Regions from separate parts of the Mus musculus genome. Here all the other regions are linked to region 3. The links are chromatin contacts, called in public HiChIP or PLAC-seq and promoter capture Hi-C maps. All regions are on one chromosome and are shown on one strand. The core of a region is the stretch at or near the end of the contact, and the rest is flanking DNA. Distances in the headings are between cores, read along the strand shown.

The links. Promoter capture Hi-C pulls out the DNA fragments that hold promoters and counts their contacts. HiChIP or PLAC-seq counts read pairs in DNA pulled down with a chosen protein or histone mark.
Region 1: a contact with region 3 is called in a promoter capture Hi-C map of hippocampal neurons, with 14 times the contacts expected there. The contact joins the enhancer-like site here to the promoter of Plk2 in region 3. A contact is called at or near these places in 12 of 39 promoter capture datasets (the 3T3-L1 cell line, 3T3-L1-derived adipocytes, the HPC-7 cell line and 6 more), 1 of 15 datasets of contacts at CTCF or cohesin (the NIH/3T3 cell line), 9 of 484 Hi-C or Micro-C datasets (the C2C12 cell line, LSK cells, Th1 cells and 5 more), 18 of 115 datasets of contacts at active chromatin or transcription factors (T-cell acute lymphoblastic leukemia, astrocytes, bone marrow-derived macrophages and 14 more) and 3 of 9 other capture datasets (adipose tissue, embryonic stem cells and liver).
Region 2: a contact with region 3 is called in an H3K4me3 HiChIP or PLAC-seq map of bone marrow-derived macrophages, with 7 times the contacts expected there. The contact joins the enhancer-like site here to the promoter of Plk2 in region 3. A contact is called at or near these places in 7 of 39 promoter capture datasets (the HPC-7 cell line, HPC-7-derived erythroid cells, cranial neural crest and 4 more), 1 of 15 datasets of contacts at CTCF or cohesin (the NIH/3T3 cell line), 17 of 484 Hi-C or Micro-C datasets (the C2C12 cell line, adipose-derived mesenchymal stem cells, bone marrow-derived macrophages and 9 more), 26 of 115 datasets of contacts at active chromatin or transcription factors (the NIH/3T3 cell line, SST interneurons, bone marrow-derived macrophages and 21 more) and 3 of 9 other capture datasets (adipose tissue, embryonic stem cells and pancreatic islet).

Annotation. Positions count from the first base shown.
Region 1 is chr13:111,040,433-111,044,483 of GRCm38.p6, reverse strand. No RefSeq gene overlaps it. Among named protein-coding and RNA genes, the nearest start is that of 4930526H09Rik, 140 kb to the right of the region's middle. Within about 2 kb of position 2,148, at least 22 of the 459 cell types and tissues checked have an H3K27ac peak or open chromatin away from gene starts, as enhancers often do.
Region 2 is chr13:110,927,992-110,931,591 of GRCm38.p6, reverse strand. No RefSeq gene overlaps it. Among named protein-coding and RNA genes, the nearest start is that of 4930526H09Rik, 26 kb to the right of the region's middle. Within about 2 kb of position 1,816, at least 66 of the 459 cell types and tissues checked have an H3K27ac peak or open chromatin away from gene starts, as enhancers often do. A contact at or near this core is called in the C2C12 cell line, adipose-derived mesenchymal stem cells, bone marrow-derived macrophages and 6 more, where this site is marked.
Region 3 is chr13:110,393,533-110,397,198 of GRCm38.p6, reverse strand. It overlaps Plk2 (polo like kinase 2), which reads right to left and starts at 2,155. Exons shown (of 14, transcript NM_152804.2): 1 at 1,762-2,155; 2 at 1,077-1,184; 3 at 807-923; 4 at 479-608; 5 at 205-292. The coding sequence starts at 2,022.

The DNA.
Region 1 (4,051 bases), core at 899-3,398, 650 kb before region 3:
TGCAGTGAGAAAGAGGGAGAAAACGAAGTGGAGAGGCTACGTGCCAAATGGCTCAGGTCTGCAGAGCACGCTTCTATCATCCAAGGCTGGTCCTTTGTTAGTCCTAGACCCTTTATCTCTTAAAAACTTCCTACCCAGTTAAAAATCAACTCCTAATTGAGTGGACTTGTTTGGAAGAGGATAGAGTCCAGCCATGAGAAAAATAGAGTGTGTTTGAATAGAACACAGAAGCCAAAGTAAAGATTTTGAAATAATAGATTGCTGCTTGGAATGGAAGGGTGTGTGTGTGTGTGTGTGTGAGGGGGGGGGATCATTACATTAATACCATCTTGGCAACTCTTCCAAATCCTGCAGGTAAATTTTACTCTTTGTGTATTATTTACTAATAAAATAGCATGCTAAGTTCTACCCATTGTGTGCTATTTATGAATAAAATAACACGCTGAGTTTCATTAGCCGAATACCTTGTCCATTTCTCACTGTACCCCTTTTGTAATTAATCCTATGTTATTGGTGACACCGTTTTGGTTAGAAGAGTTTTATCTCTTCCTTTTACATGCACCACACACCACATCCTCCCCAAGGTGCAGGAGTGACATCTCACATTGAAATTTGAGACTGTAACCTAAAACCCAAACCCAGGAAGGAAACCACATGCCACAAAACAGACCTTTCTTCAGTGTGGCCAAGGCTTGATCTCCTGAGGATCCAGGTCATAAGGTCATAGAGTCATCATTGAATCTAGAAGGGAGAAGTGCTTGTCCCCACTACAACCTTGAATTGAGTCATGCCAATGGGGCTGAGTTTTAAACAGTAGCATCAGCCCCAGAGCCCAATGGCTCACATAACTGCTGACCCTGGTCATGGAAATCAAAAGTTAGAAGAGCAAAGTGAGAGTATCTGCGCCTCAGCAGTGGTGTGAGCATGGGGAGAGGTGATTTAAGGAAGCTAAGGTTATTGCCTCCATTTTAATAGGAAGCCCAATCAGGTCCTGGCTGTTTAATGTAGACATGTTTTTAACGATCAAAGTATAAACATGTCACCTACGAAATAAACACTAATCTTTATTACAGACGTCAGTTCAGCTCTGGAAACTCCAGTTGTGAGTTTAGCAGGAGAGAATGACTTCTGCTTTTCATGAGGCTAATTCCTCTGAAATTTTATAAGGAAAAAACTTTTCAGGAAAATATTTTTTTATTTATTTGATTTCTCTACAATAATATGCTCAGAGTCCAGGAAGCACCCAACTGTATTCTGCATTGTGAACTATGAATTCTCATAGTTCTGAAATTCTCATGAATTCTGAAAAGGTACAGGAAATACCATAAAATTTGTCCAGGATTCCAATTATGCTAAAATATTTCCAGGGTATTTTAAATCCTATATAGTCATGGGGTTTTTTGTTGTTGTTGTTGTTGTTTAAATTAAAGCATTTGGCTTATGTGGTCATATGAATGATTTTATCATAGAGAAATCAAGGCCTTATTCTTGAAAATGAGCCAAAACTTGGCTTTTGGAATTTGGGACTTGTAATAATTTCAGGAGGTTGTTTTAACCCTTTTTATACTGCAATGCCTGAGTAGTCACATTTCATAAGTTCATACCATATGTTTTTCCAGCTTCATTAGTAAGCATAAAGAAAATTGAAAACAAGAGAAATTTTTTTTTCTGAAGGAAAGTAAATAGGCATGTGAGGCATACATGCAGAAAGGTCATGGCAGCTGTTCACACTCTGACAAGGATGCATCCAATGCACCCCAAGCTGAAGAAGCTGTCAGAAGTTGCAGGGCCTCACTGTCATCTAGACTCATCACGGTAACACAGTGGGGGAAGCTGGCTGGCTCCTGTAGCTGCCTGGATTCTATCTCCTCCTTGATACATGAAAATTTATCCAAAGATGAAGAAACACCACGATGACAACCTACATAGAGGTTTCTTTACAAACTTTCAGCATGGTTATTGTATGCATTGGAAGTAGCCATTTCTAAGAATACATGCACTAGATGGAAGCCTATACGATGTACAAGAATCCAGGTTTTCTCCTTTTTCAACAGCACTGCACTTTAAACACCTAGCACAGAAGATTATGGTTCATACCTGACACTTACAAACTCTAAGCATAGTAATGTGGCAATTGGTCTAGGAGTGGGTTTCTAACCAATTACAGGGAAAGTTGTATCCCCAGCGTTAGAAAGGAATGTCTTTCTCCCATTCTTGAGCCATTGCTCAAGGACAGATAGCTATGTGATACCTGTGGTTATCTCTCCTCAGATATGGGAAATGCCTATCTGGGACACAGAGGCTAATGAGCCATGAACTGATGGCAGTACTAGATCCCTTACATTCCAGAGACAAGGCTGTTTTCCATTCTCAAAATCCTATTTTACTTGGATTTATTTCTCTTGCTTATAATTGAAAAGGTACTTACAGAACCCCTGAGAAAATGTTTTCCTCGTGTTCTGTGGTGTCTCTTGACACTTACACTCTGATGTCACTCATAGGCCACAGTTTGGATGCATGCAGAAGAGTGCAGTTTAAGATTGACAACAACAGGTCTAAGAAAAACACAAAGGACAGTGTGTCAGAAATGGAACTCTGAATTGATGCTTTGGGGTTTTAGAGCAGAGGTCGATAATTGGAAACAAGTGTAATTCAGAGAGGCTTTATGCAGGAAATGGACTTGGCCTTGGCTAAGCAGCATCAGTGGAAAAAATGTCCTGAGGAAAGAAGATACTGTACGTGAAGAGAAGAAGAGAAAAAGCACCACATGAGATGCAAGTGAGATGTAAGGAAAATGATGCCCTGGGTGGAAGGGTGGGGCTGCATTTGGGACTAAACACCAGGCAACTGAGTAATATTTGCTGTGAAAGGAAATAACCTGTTGAAAGCTTTAGTCAGGGATGCACCTGATAAAAAGGATGTGCCATATATTAGTGCTTCTAGCTTGGAGGGAATGAGGAATGAAGAGGCAGTTGCCACAGTTCAGCACTGTTAGAGATAGTGAGATCAGTGTAAAGACATCATGTATATTTTATATATATAATAAAATATAATATAGAACATGTAACATATACACAAATACAACATATAACATACAATATGCAACATGCAACATGTAAAACATAACATGTAACTTACAAAAATATATAAATATACTACATAATAATATACATAATACAATAATATACATAATAATGTCATATATTATTTAATACACATAATATTATATTAAATATATTATATAATAACATACATGCATATTATATAATGTATGATCTATGATATATACATGATATAATTAAATAGTAAACATTAAATTTTATATACTGAATATCATATATCATGTATCATATATAAAATGGGATATATGATATATACATTTAATCCATGAGAATTTATTGAAAGAATTAAGAAGTAAGCTTGAACAGTTACTTCCAAGTGATGAATTCTTTATGTGGGGACATATTCTTGAGTGTGTGGAGTCTGGATTATTACAAGGGCGTTTGGAAGGCTGCATTATGGAGACACAGGAAGGTGCATTTGGAGGCCTGCACTGTGTAGGTATGGAGAGTACAGGGCACAAGGCAGGAGAGAAGGAGAGCTGGATTCAGACTATACAGAGAGAGGCAGCCAGAGAAGCTGGAGACAAACAGTGGCCAGAAAGTTGGCCAAGTGAGAAGTCTAGGAAAACGATATCAAATGTTATGTAGATTGCTTAGACCCATTGTACTATTTGACTTAAAATGATATTTCAAAAGGTTTGCATTTGTCCTTAATTTACGGCTACAGTTCTTTTATAAAAATGAATCTTGTTGATGGCTGTGGTGGCACATACATGTTATCCCTGCCCTCAGGAGGCTGAGGCAGGAGAATGACCAATTAGAAGCCAGAATGGGTATATGGAAAGACATTATATTAATCATTCAAACAAACAAACAAAAACCCAAAATGCAGTCAGTTACAAATTATTCTGAAATATAGGTCATATAAGGAAATATGGGTTCTTGATAATGTGTCTTTATAAAATTTTCAGAATATCTATGGCCTACTA
Region 2 (3,600 bases), core at 567-3,066, 530 kb before region 3:
CACACATGTACACAAACACACATGTACACAAACACACACCCCCCCAACACACACACACACACACACACACACACACACACACACACACACACACACACACACACATACACCAGATTCTACAAACAGCTCATGGATTCCCCTTTCATGATTTAGAGATTTAGAAAAAAAAAGATTGGATTGTTGTCAGAGAACTGAGAACAAACTCTTAATGAATCCAGCTGTGTGGCTGTCTGACCTGTTCCAAAGAAGAGTTCCTATGAGGAGTAAATGAGCTGACCATTGAAATAAAATAGATTACATGCCAAGAACTTGAAGCTTGGAGATCCAAAAATTATTTTTAATAAAAATCTTGAAATTCATTTATATTTATATTTATTTTTCCAGGGCTTGGTTGCCAAGAAATATTGAGGCCTAACTTATAAACACAGTTTTTTTTTTGTTTTTTGGTTTTTTTTTTAACCAACTCTTCATTAGTAATTATTTTACTTACATACTGAGCCTCCAACTTCATTGACCAAATCACACAGTCCTCAAATAATTAGGATGTAAGCATCCAGAGGTCCTCTGCATCTTGAATGCAAATGAGCTAAGGCTTCAGTAAAGATGTTATTTATTTCTACTTCTGCCCATCGTGACTCAATTTTGAGTCTCAGAGATTTTTCTTACTCATGGCCTAGACTTTGTTTTCCTTGTTTTCTGAGACAGGGTTTCTCTGTGTAGCTCTGGTTGTCCAGGAACTCACTCTGTAGATCATGTTGGCTTTGAATTCACAGAGATTCACCTGCCTCTGCCTCCTAAGTGCTGGGATTAAAGGCGTGTGCCATCACCACCTGGCTGTGGCCTAGAATTTTTAAACATGTCCCTTTGGGATGCATTTTGACTCACTCTTCATTTACATGCTAAAGTCATCCTAAGATTCACAAAAAGGGTTGATTGTTTGAGCTTCACTAATTTGCATGCCAAGCTCATCTGGAAAGCCTTCTTGACCAAAAACTACCTACTAAATTGTCCAAGCCCCTGTGAGATTGCCACGATCTTCGGCTACCCAAGAATCATGAGGAAGGCAAAATTGAAGCCTTTCACTATTGTTTGATAAGTTGAATTGTAATATCCCCTAGTAGGTGACAACTCTAAATGAATTTATTCAGTTCACTCATGGGTATTTATTGTATACATACTACACAAAATTTGTTGTTCCAAATACTGGGCTTTGGCTACGAATAAAGCAATCCTTGTCAGTATGTGATTGCTTCTTCTTCAATTAATAATTTTGGGGCCTTTAATTGTTGGTCCTTCTTAATGAGCATGAACATCCTCAACCATCAAGAAGGAAGTGGGGATTGAAAGTTTGGCAGCTTCCGTTTCTTCTCGTGGCTAGTTCATACCCTACCTCAGGCTGGCAACTCAAGAAGCTTATCAATTCTTCTTTCTTTTGTTCAGAAAATGTTAACTCCATCCTATAAATAATAGAAATAGAAGTCCGTTTACTACTTTCCTATAAGCCTATTTATATCCTAGCAGGAAAAACAAATTCTTTTATTTAAACCTTTAGAGTCAATATGACTTTGGGTAAACTGGCTAATCCGGTTTCATTCATAAATTTGTGGGGAAAATCTAATACACTTAGAAGCTGCCCTTCTTTATTATGAATGACTGGAAAGATTCACTCTTATCTTTGAAGAATTCATCTCCTACAGGCTGTCTCCCTTGCAGAGTGCTGCTGATGGCTCCGAAGCTGACCTCAGTGTTAGCAATGCATTCTGAGGCTAGTGAGTCACTTCATGGGAATAGTCATACAGTGTGAGGTCTGGGGTGGCTTCACCAATGTCTCTGCCAACTAGAAATACCAGAGACACTACTATGCTGACTTCACTCCCCATACCCAAATAAGGAGAGGCAGGCCATTGCAAGCTGGACAGGCTTCTGAGCATTTTATGCATAGGAGGTGGGAAGGCTCTGCAGGAACTGGTATGCTGGTATGCCAGGTGACTTCTCCATCTTCTGTATGGTGTGCCTTTCCCAAATACAGACTAGACAGAGTGGAGCAAGCAGACCTCTCCATCTGCAAGAGTTGCTAGCATTTCTTTGAGGGTCTGAGATGGAATAACAGTAACAACAAAATACAAAACTTAAGTGAAGCTTAACATGGTGTTAATTTCCATCACAAGACCCATGTCCTAACTAACTTTAAATCCCTCAGGAGAGATCTTGCCCTTTAAAAATCAGTCATAAGCCATGAGGTCCTTGGTGGTGGAACTGTCTTTTGAATTATTGCATAGTGGTGTTTGCTACTTGCTGGGAGCTTCATAGATATTTGTTAGCTTGACAAACAAGTGAGAAACATTTGTGCAGAAGTTATAAACGAGTCCAGGAATACACAGCGGCAAATCTAAGCTAACGGAATGTGTTGGTTTGCCATTCTCACTGCTGGCCTTAGCCACAACAATCCTGATGTCATCTGCAGGACAGTTTCTGCTGATCAAAGACTGCCTAGCAGAAACAAGCTGGCTGCTGAATTCTTCCTTCTTTGTCTAGACAGTGTGTATGTTGGAGAGGAGTACTTCCTTTGCATGTGTGAGCCATAAACCCACCATCCTTGTGTCTAGACCACTATAAACACTGACAAAAGCACAGCATCCTATAGCCCCAAAGCAAGCCAAGGCTACATTGAATTTGAGATTTTTAAATATCTGTTTTTCAAGATGAATAAGATATTCACAGATTAGGGATTTTCCTAGTGTCTGATATTTTTTTTTTTTTTTGCATTATGCCCACTAAGCCTTTGTCAAGTAGACCTATAAGAAATAAGAGTGTGGTAGGTATAGGATAGGTTGGGAGAAAAGGTTCTAGTGAAGTAGGTGAGGTGATCCTTATTTTGAGCCAGGATTGCCAGATGTGAAACCCTTGGCAGCCACACAATATCAGGCAGATGTACACAAGATCCTGCATGAACATCTTTCTCCATACTACCTCTTACTTCCTTGAAATTGGCCCAACACCCTCTGCAGCCTGCAGTGGGACTCACTGCCCTGCAGCTTGGGTTCAGAGAAGACTGAACCTTCACGATTTCCCAGCTACCCAGAACTGTAGCACTGAAGTAAAATAGGATAAATGCATCATCATTTTTTAAGTTCAAAAAATATACCTCTTTGATCTACAGTTTACTTCTGTATTCTGTATGTGAGCATAATTGTTTTTCTCACCTGTGTTTTTCTGAGAAGTGAAACCCACGAGTGATTGCTCAATAGTAGAATGTCAGAAGGGGTCACACTCCAAATCACTTCCACACTATGAAGTTAAATCCTTGTAGGTCTGGGTTTTTTTTTTTTGTTTTGTTTTGTTTTTTGTTTTTTTTTCCCATCTCTCCGTCTCTGTCTCTGCCTCTGTTCCCCACCCCATGTGTATGTGTGTCTTTCTCTCTTTTGTCTCTGACTCTGTCTCTGTGTTTTTGCCTCTGCCTCCCTTTCTGTATATGTGTCTACCTTTCTTTTATCTCTTTCTCTATCTGTCTCTGCCTCTGTCTATGTCTCTACCTCTGTTTCCATCTATCTCTGCCCCCTGTCTTATGTGTATATGTGTGTCTTCCTCTCTTTTGTCTCT
Region 3 (3,666 bases), core at 906-3,405:
TATCAAGTAAATTTAAACATTTATTTTATTGATTGCCTTAATAATCCATTTAGAGGTGTAAGTTATCTCGCTCAAGAGTGCACACAAGTTTCCGTTTAGTAACACTGCTGTGGTTTGCAGATTGTAGTGTGAACTAACTTTCTATTAACTAATAATAGAGGCATATTTGGTCTCCACAAACCCCAGGAAGAGCATGGCTCTCACCTCCTTCTGTGTTCCAGTGGTTCCAGTCTGGCTGCCAAACCAAAGTCTCCCACCTTCAGCTCCATGGCTTCATTAATAAAAAAGTTCCCTAGAAGATAAACAAAAGGAAACATGAACTCCCTTGGAAAGGTTCACACTTGGAGATCAGCACCCTCCAGTGAAGGCACCCATTCAAAAAGCTAGATTCACAACACTGGAAAACCTCCCACTCTCTAGCCCCCACCCCCCCACCCCCACCCCACCCCCACCCCCGTCGCTGCAGGAGAAGCCTTACCTAGCTTGAGATCCCTGTGCAAGATTTCTTGTTCGTGAAGATACTTGAGTCCTGACACAATCTGCCTGAGGTAGTATCGGACTTCTGGCTCTGTCAACACCTTTCTTGCTTTCAAGATGTGAGCCATGGACTAGGAAGAGAAGGGGAGAGAGGAGAATTTGTCAAATAAAGTTACCTAGATCGGGCATCCCTTTGCTGGACTGACGACGCAGTCTCATATGGTGGGAGACTAATTAACTGTCACGGCTAAAACCGCTGATAAAATGTAATCCAAACACCACTCCGGCTTCCTGTCGGCAAGCTCGCTGACCCAGGAGTCAACACTTACCCTTCTACTGCAGTATTCCAAGAGAATGTAAATGTTTTCTTTGTCTTCAAAGTAGTGGTAAAACTGCACGACATGCTTATGGTGCAGTAGTCTGTGAAGCTCGATTTCTTTGTCGATCTAAGGAAAAATAAAAAAAGCAAGAGAAGGCTTATTAGTCTCTCGTCGTGTCTGGAAAGGCAGTGCTTACACATGCAGAAGACATTTTTTTTCTAACAGGGTAGGGCCATCCCTGCACACAAAGAAAATACTTTAGTCGACAGTCATACCCACCTTTTCCCTCTGATGAGGTTTAGCTACTCTGCTGTGAGGAATAATTTTTGCAGCGTAGACTTTGTTGTTTGTCAGATCTGTCATTTCGTAACACTTTGCAAATCCACCCTGCGAGGAAACAAAGCCGAGATGGAATTGAGCAGGACAGAAAAAAGGAAAAAAAAAAAAAATGAAGGGCCAACGTTTAAAATAAATGAATACGTAAATGGGAACGGGAAGCAAAATTTGAGGAACAGAGGGTGGGCAGAGCAGTACAATCTGCTTTGTATAATGGTTTTTCAGGAAGGGCAGCACATTCCTAGAAACCAGTCCAGTTTTCTCGTTTCCCCTTTACAAAGAACTCTATGGAGAAGGGAGTGGAAGGGGGAAAGGGAGGAAAATGCCCTCTGAAGAAATTTGACAGGCTAGCTCCCTGGGGATCAGATAGTGAGAGCCCAAGGCCAAGGTAGAATGCCTTCAGTCCTCCTTCTTAGACTCGGGAGAAAAACAGGCTAAGGATGCAAATCCGAACCCCAGCGCTGTCGGCGCACAGAAGCCCAGGAGGGCAGGAGAGGAACCCACGTCGATCGTTCGGGGAACCAGACAGCTGAAGGAGCGAGAAGTGCGGGCGCTGGGTCCCTGCTCGCTCAGCTTGCCCGGGCAGCCCGCCCTCCCGCCCGGCAGCCTGACGTCCGCCGCTCCTCACCTTGCCCAGCACTTTGCCCCGGCAGTAGCGCTTCCCCGTCGTGGGGTCGACTATAATCCGCGAGATCTCGGGTCCCGAGTGGGAATGGTGGTGATGGTGGTGCGGGGCCGCCGGGGTCACCTGGGCTTGGGGCTGCCCATCTTCAGAAGGCTGCTGCGGTCGCTTCTTCTTTGAGTCCCCGCCGCAAGCTTTGCCCAGAGCCTGCTCGCACATCTTGGTGCCGGCGGCCGGCTGGTAGGTGATAGTCCGCAGGAGCTCCATCGTTGCCTCGCCACCCGACACTGCCTACTTGCCACCTCCGAGGCGCGGACAAGCGTCCGGGCTAGCCCTGTCCCTCGAGCACCAGTCTCTCTCCCTACTCTCTAGTCTGACGTCCTGCTTCGCTTGTGCGAGCAAGAGCGAGCAGCGAAGCTTTAAATACGCGCCGGCTGGCTGGGGCGGGGCCTCGTGACGTCACGGCGAGCGCTCCACCCACCGGCCCCGGAGTCCGCGCTGTGGATAGGTGCGGGGTGGCCGCCTGGATGTCGTGGGCTTCGACCTGGCCTGAAGGCGGCGGTACGCCAAGTGCCCCCAGTTCGTCGCGTGCCCTGACTTTGGACGTGGGAAACAGAAACCCAAGGGCGGACGCCCTGTCTGGGTCCTGGAGGAGCGGGGATGCGGGGTAGCAGCCCGGGGGAGCCGCAGGGTTGGCACCGCCCTCCTGACTGTGTGCAGCCCCACACCCTGTCATCCAGCGAGCCCCGCGGGGTGGCACCCGGAGACCCGGAGCGCTTGGGGACCTCCGCCGCCACCGCAGGCGGGAGGCTCAGTGGCCGGCCTTGCGGAACCGGGCACCAGGCAGAGCCAGAGCAGCTAGGGAACCAGGCACAATCCGGGTCGCAGATCCGGGTGACCTGCTGTGGCGTGGGAGTATCTGAGCTCCCTGCAGCCTCTTCCCATCGCCTGATAAGTGACCCCTGTCAGAGGCCAGGCTCTTAACCTTGGAGTGGAGCGAGGGCTTGACGACTGGAGAAGGTTTGGTACGCAACAAGTCTAAGCAAGATCGCCATCCTGTGGATTTTTTCAGAAAAACGATTAACGGTCTAAGTGGGCCGAGGTTCCTTAGCAACAATATGGGCTGGCTTCCACAGTAACGCTAAAAGTGTTCTGTTGCCAATTATAATTCTACAATTGAAGTCATCTATAACTTTTTGTTCCAACTAGGTGATTCAGATTGCGTGGATCTAATGTCACTAAGCAATGTCACCGCCCTGGTACACAGAGTCAATCTAAGGTCCCACAGTGGGGTATAGTGGAGAATAAAGGCGGCTGTTCAGTTTTTACAGATTTTACTGTTCAGTTGTACCATCTCAGAGACTTTCCTTCTTCCTTGTTCCAGCGCGTATGGTTCCGTATTAACCGCTGGTAGCTATTTTGAAATGCTGTATACATTTTTTTTGGGGGGGGGGGCAGGGTTTCTCTTTTCTCTGTGTAGCCCTGGCTGTCCTGGAATTCACTCTGTAGACCAGGTTGGCCTTGAACTCAGAAATCCGCCTGCCTCTGCCTCCCAAGTGCTGGGACTAAAGGTGTGCGCCACTACTGCCCGGCCCTGTCTATATCATCTTAATACAATCCTGAATGAAAAAGTCTGCCATATTAGGGGAGGGAAAATCATTTTCCTTCTACCCTTTCAAATTATCACTGTGGTTCCTCGGGCTGGGCAGATAAACTGCAGAACCACAAGTTTCTCCATTCACAACAAAAAGAGTACCCTCCAAAGTGGCTTAGAATTGAGGTTTGAATGCTATCAGAAGCCAAAACAAGAGTGTGGGAAAAGACAGGAAACAAAAGGCAGTCGGGAACAAGGGAGTAAATAGGGAAGAGTTTATGTTTTTCACTGATAAGTTTGTTACTTAGAATCGTTCT